Linked DNA regions of Rattus norvegicus: region 1 is linked to region 2. A link is a contact called in public Hi-C data. All regions are on one chromosome and are shown on one strand. Each heading gives the region's core, a stretch centred on a gene start, on an enhancer-like site or on the middle of the called end of the contact. The rest is flanking DNA. Distances are from core to core; before and after follow the strand shown.

What was found. A called contact is a pair of places that touch in the nucleus more often than the background predicts.
Region 1: a Hi-C map of liver shows a contact between it and region 2, with 2.9 times the contacts expected there. The contact joins the enhancer-like site here to the promoter of Ttll11 in region 2. A contact is called at or near these places in 5 of 12 Hi-C or Micro-C datasets (frontal cortex, kidney, liver and 1 more).

What each region holds. Positions count from the first base shown.
Region 1 is chr3:39,961,744-39,964,872 of GRCr8, forward strand. No RefSeq gene overlaps it. Among named protein-coding and RNA genes, the nearest start is that of Ptgs1, 18 kb to the right of the region's middle. Within about 2 kb of position 1,493, at least 4 of the 93 cell types and tissues checked have an H3K27ac peak or open chromatin away from gene starts, as enhancers often do. A contact at or near this core is called in liver, where this site is marked.
Region 2 is chr3:39,731,521-39,734,827 of GRCr8, forward strand. It overlaps Ttll11 (tubulin tyrosine ligase like11), which reads right to left and starts at 1,373. Exons shown (of 9, transcript XM_063284853.1): 1 at 285-1,373. The coding sequence starts at 989.

The DNA.
Region 1 (3,129 bases), core at 243-2,742, 230 kb after region 2:
AGGGGGCCAGACTTCCTGCCCCTCTGGCAGCCTCTCCTTCCAGAGTGGATCTGCAGGCTTTCAGGATAGGATCTGAACAGCTGGCCCAGGTTCAGACAGTCTAGGGCTCGAATGTCACCTCCTCAGGGAGGCCTTCCTTGACCACCCCATAGGAACCAGCCCACCTACAAGCAGTCTTTCCTTCAGCTCAGATGCCTAGCAGTTATTTCTTCTGATAGTGTTTACCTTGTACCCCAGGTAGCTGAGGGAGAGCAAAGGGTTTGCTTTGCTCATGACCGTGGGTTGTAGTTCTGGGCCTACGCATATGCTCAACAAATACCTACTGAATGCAGCCCCCTCCCCACCTATACGGAATGGCTCTCACTGACCTCCGACAATGGGATGTGACCTTGGCCCTGACCTCCAGACCCCACGTCATGACAACTTCACCCTCTTTTGGTTTCCGGCTCCAGTTTCTGTGGCTTCCTGTTCTAGCTGTGTTCTACTGTCTCTGGCTCTGACTTGGGAGCTCCAGGCTGACCTCTGATCTCAGGTGTCTCTTGTCGGCCTTGGCTTTCAGTTCTCCTGTGTGACTCTAGCCAAACCTCTTGCCTTTCCTGAGCCAGCAGGATTCTTCTTCAAACAAGAACTGACCTGTGAAGCCCAGGATGGATCTGTGACCAGCAAAGGTGGAAGGCTACGGGGCTGATGCCTGAGTGGCCTTTCCCCTGTTCCCTGGTGGTGACCCAGGACACTCCTGCAGATCCCTAGTTTGAAGAACATAGTTTGAAAACCCACTTACTTGATTTTTTTTCAAAATATTTTGTATCCACCCCCCCGCCCGTGTGTGTGTGTGTGTGTGTGTGTGTGTGTGTGTGTGTGTGTAGAGGACAATTTTCAGGGGTAGCCTTTCTTCTGCTGCTATATGGATTGGGGGGGATGGAACTCAGGCAATTACCTTTGCCTGCTGATTTGTCTTGTTGGCCCCTTCTGTCTTTCTGTGCCTTTTCTGAGTGACTGCCTGCAGCGTGTTGGCCCATCATTTCCTCCCGACACCAAAATGAATAGGTTCCAGTGTGCTAGTCTTGGTGCTAATCCCTTGCCTGATCTGTAAGCAGCCTGGCACAGTCGCAGGGGTACAGGAGGGGTCCCCGCTGACTGAGCACCTAGAGTGGCGGTGGGGAAGTCCTGTTGTGAGAGGGCATTCCCCCTCCTGCAGCTCCGTGAGCAGACAGGGTCCTTGGGTAAAGAAGGGACACCAGTCTTCCTAGCCGGTGAAGCTTTGTCCCTGGGTGCGTGCTGTCTGCAATTCAGCCCCACCCCTCTGTCTTCCTCGGTGCTGATCGCAAGGCCTGGAACTGTGCCCGTAGTAGATAGTAAGTGCTCAGCGAACAGCCAGCCAGGGAGGCTTCCTGCATGTGACCTGTGATGAGTTTACCGGCCACCACCTCTGCATTGACCGTGATCTCTGTGCAGAAGCCACACATTTCCCTGTGCACTGGTCTCGGCTGGCTTCCACTTGGGGGAGGCTAGGCATACTGCTCCCAGGCAGTCAAGCATAGCCTCCTACCCTGGACACTCAGGTTCTGCTTGGAGCGCCTGCTGTAGGGCCGAGGTGCAAACAACAGGACAGTGTGGGGGAGGGGATACGGCACCTTTCCTGGGAAGCCTCCAGGGCTGATGTTGGGGGGTGGGGTCCACTCAGTGGGGTGGGAGAGGGGCAGGAGGGAATTCTCACGGAATCGATAAGGATGTGCGCCACAGATCGCCTGGTGCTGTTTGGGTGCGTGGGCAAGACACTGGAGTAATAGGGATGAAGACAGGTGAGGGGGTTTCCGGCTGTTCAAGGTTTCCCAACTCCACTCTAACAATAGCAGGCCGGTGTAAGTTTGGTCTCAGTTTTCCAATGTGGGTAGACTTGCGGCTGTCTCAGGACTTTGCTTCAAACAAAAAATGTTACCTCAATTCCCAAACAAGCCTCACAGGGTAGGTAGGACACCTGCTCTGGCTAAGCAGTGCAGGAGCCCACTTCTCCTGCCTTCTTCACCAGGCCCTTTGAACCCCGTGAGTGCAGGAATTTGTTTCTGAGAGGCCCTGGCAGAGGTCCCATTCCAGTTCCACCATGGTCAGGGGCAGACAAACCCTCCAGCCTGGCCAGCAGGAAGCCTCCTTCTCCAGAGAGTCTTGCCCGAGCAGACATGAAAAAGGTGGCCTCTGCTGCCACCTTGTGGTCACTTCGGAATACGGTCCTGTGCGCGCGCGGGGTGGGGGGTTGCGCAAAGCTGCTCTAAGGACCGAGGTACGAGCCTATCACGTGCCTTGCTTTTTGTGTTTACTGGGCATGGGAATCCAGAACCCTGGCTGTGTGTGCAGAAGCCTGAAGTTCATAATTAGCTCCTTCCTTTCTCTTCATTTCAAATCCAGCCTGTGTGGAAAATGTAAAAAGGAAACTCAGTATCTTTCTAAACACATAACAAGACACGTTTCATTTAAAAACAAATATAAAGAAGCTACTTGGAAGACAGTCAAATTCCTTCCTTGTCAGCACTTATTTTCTTAATCTGGAGTTTTGTTTGTTATGTATCTGTGTGTTTTGCCCACAAGCCTGTTGGTGTTCCTGATGCCCAGGAAAGCCGAAAGAGGGCGTCAGATCCCTTAGGATTGGAGTTTCAGGTGGTTGGTTCTCCCCGTGAAAGTTCTAGAAGCCGCGCCTCCAGCCCCGAGGTCAGCGCTTCCTGAAGTCAAAAATGTGTGTACTAGTTGCTCAAAATCACATCCCGATTATCAACGGTGACACTTTAAATGAGCCGTCACGTAAGGATGTGAGGCGGAAGGAACCCTGGTGCGCAGGACCCACTCTCCGACTGGTTTGGTATGACTGTGCACCCTCTGCACAAATCAAACTTACTGCCCTGCTGAAATACTTGGGATCGTGTGGTTATTTTCTTGGGACCCCAGACCCGCTAGGCAGCTACGGAATACATCTCCTGCTATCCATCTTGAAGACCAGCTCAGCTCCAGTCCCATCTTCCCCTGTTCCCTGCGCAGCCTCTGGGAAGTGCCTCACAGTGGTCCAGGCCCGCATTCCAGTGCCTGGCTCCACTTTCAGAGCTCACGTTTGGTATTAGATGGTCCTGCGACCTCAGTCGG
Region 2 (3,307 bases), core at 123-2,622:
TAAACCTGGCCCAAGAGTGGCACTCTAAGCACTAAAGTTTAGTAAACTTTAAATAAACATTAAATACGAGAGTGGAAGGTGGCTCCTGGCCCCGGGGCCAATGGAGAAGACAGACATATAAACCAGGAGTTCGAAGAGGCCAGGGTTGCAGACATAGGGTTGCAGCTGTAGGGGGGCAGGGCAGGGACGAGCTGACCTGACCTGGGAAGTGGCTCCGGGGGCCAGGCCTCGGGACGACCCCCCTGTGCCCCCCCCCCCCCCGCGCCGGAGCCTGCGGGCCTCACCTCCTTCCACCTGAGCTGGCGAAGGCTGATCTTCAGCGCGTCCAGGGAAGTGCGAGCCTTGGAGCTGTCCACGGTGACCGGCCGCACTGAGTCCGCGTTCCGCCGATAGCCCCGGTTCCGGCCCCGGGCCTGCACGAGATGGCTCAGGGCCCGTGCCACCGGCCTCGGCGAGTCCTGGGGCAGCGCGGGCGGCAGCCGGCGGACGACGCGGACATCTCCTTCCTCGGTCGCGCGGCGTCGCGTCGGGGTCAGGGTCGGGCCCACGGCCTTGGGCTGCTCCTCCCGCTCCGGGCGCTCGGGCTCCCCGGCCGCGCCAGCGTCTACACCCAGCTGCTCTCCCTCCTCCGCCTCTAGCGAATCGGCCGCCGCCGTCTCGTCCGTCTCCCACCCGGCCGCTGACTCCTGCTCGAGGCTGCTGCGCCACATGACGCTCAGGGCCGGTGCCGGCGCCACAGCCACCGCCGCCTCCGCCGCCGCTCCGCCGTCCCGGCCCGCGACCAAACTGCCGCCGCCGCTACCGCCGCCGCCGCCGCCACGCGCTCCCCGCCCGAGCCCGTTGCCATGATCTCTCAGGCTCCGGTTGACAGGGATAGTCGCCGCCTCGGGACGGGGCCCGGCAAGGGACAATCGCCTGCCGGGGCCCGGCGACCTCACAAGCGAGCGCGCCCACGTGACCAGGCCTGTCACAGAGGTGGCGGCGGCCATCTTGAAAGAGGGAAGAGAGCCGCTGAGGCCCTGGCGCCCTCAGAAGCCTCAAAGCTCTGAGCTTTCAAGGCCTGGCCAGGAATGGCTGATAGTGAGGTTGAGGGTGAAAGGAGTTGTTGCGTTCCTGTCCGGCTCCCGAGCTTGGAAAGAGAAGGACTTGGAAAGAGCGACATCTTTCTCGAACATGAGACTCAGTTTCCCCAGTCCCACATACACTGGGGTAACTCCAGACCTACTACATTTATTGACTCTTTCTCAGACTGAGGCAGAAGACCACCTTTGTCAGGTTTCAGGTATCTCCCGCGGAATGAAGAAGCCCTTCAGATTCCTAAAAAGTGTAGAGGACAACACTTTTTATTATAATAAAAACCGTATAGCTAGATGCATTAATCAACTCTTTTTATTACTTTATGTGTATGTATATTTTTGCCTACATATATGTATGTGTACCATGTATGCGCCTGATGCCGGAGGAGGCCAGAAGAGAACATCGGATTCCCCGATGGGACCTGCAGTGTGGTGCCAGGAAATGAACAAGCCAGCACTCTTTAACACTGAGCCGTCTCTCCATCCTCATTTAGTCTAATTTGTAATTCACAGTTCAGTAGCACTCAGTACGTTCATATCGTGATGCAACCATCTCTCCCGTTCATCTCAAGAACTTCCAATAGTGAAAGCATATTAATTTTAAGGGTCCTGGAGGAAAATGGCCCCTTCTCCATTCCTCCAAAAGTCTTGTTTCTTTGGATAGGAATTTCAGTGTGTGAATAAGCTGCCTTGAAGCCCACCCATAACTTCAAGGGCACCAGGCCTCCTCTGTAGGAGGCCTGGAAGATTTTCTTCAAGTACCTATACGAAGGGTCTGAGGTGCTTGTTTACAAAGTAGCATCTTGAACCCCCTCTTCCAGAAATTGGAGCTCAGACTCGGGTTGAGCCTATGAGTGTAACTGGTTGGGGGGCGGGGGGATATTAAAAATGCCCTGTTGATTTTAAGGCTACCAAAGTCAAGAACCAGAGTCTTGCCCGAGGCTTTTGGAGCTGTCCATGGTACCTAAAAGAGGTCTTCTCTGCACAACCATTCACTCTCTCTCGGGAGTTGGTTCATGGATATGCTTCCAATATTGAAAGTTCTGGAGATGAACGGTAGGACACCCCAAATCCTGTTCCCCCTGGTGTTTCTGGTTTCAATTGACACCACCCTCATTCATGAATGCTTGAATATTGTCAAGACAACATACCCCACCTCTCTCCTCTCTTAAAGCCAGTCCATCCCTAAAGTCTTGCGACTTTTACATTGAAATATCATTTCCCTTGCCTTCCCTGTTATCTCTCTGTCATGTCAGCCTCTGCCTTTTCTCTGAGCTGTTGCAGCAGCCGCCTCATGGGTATCATACGTCTCTACTACACTTCTGTCTGTCCACACCACAGCTGGGACTGCTCCCTCCAAGTTTAAAGACGTCCCTTATTGCCCAACCTCTCTGGATGAATTTAGAGCATTAGTTGTTTCTTTCTATCCTCACTTCTGGAATCACATCCTCTCTTTGCTTCTGTGACTTTGTACATACTGTCCCCCTCTGCCTGGATGTATCCTTCCTTAGTGTCTGCCTAGGAAACTCAGAGTCATCTTGGTAGCTGTCTTTTTGAGCAGCGTCTCTCAGGACCCCCGGGCAGAAGTAGCTACAGTCTGTACTGATAGTGTACACGATAACTCTCTACCACATCCTGACTGTTATTTCACAGAGAAATCACCCCAGCCTCCTCCATCAGTCTAGGCAAAGGACAAATATGAACTGATTTCTCTCTAGAAAAGACCAGAAAGAGTGATCTACAGAGAGCACTGTGAATGCAGTAACAAATTATTTTACAACTTATCAAATCTGGAAAGAGCACCCCACATAGAGATAGCTGCTAAGTTGTGCATTCATGAGCTCTTCTGCCTCTGGGGGCTTTCTGCATGTCCTTCCAACTCTGCCCACTTCTTCAGCTTTCAGTCTGAGGAGATGGCTCTGGCTGTCAATCGGAAGCAGACCTCACCCTGTGAGTAATTATGGAAGAGAGAAAATCAAGACGAAGCACGAGGCCAAATGAGTCTTCTGAGAATTAAAAGCCAGGCTCTACATCAGGCATAGACTATAAGCTGAATCTTGAGAATGGGGCAAGCAAAGTTAGACAGCGTGGGCATGGCCTCCACCATGGCTAGACCCAGTGAAGAAAGAAGCAAGCGCAGGCTCTGTCCACTGAGACACAGTGTCAGAGGCTCTGTCCACTGAGACACAGTATCAGAGGCTCTGTCCATCAGCTGAGGACACCCCCACCCC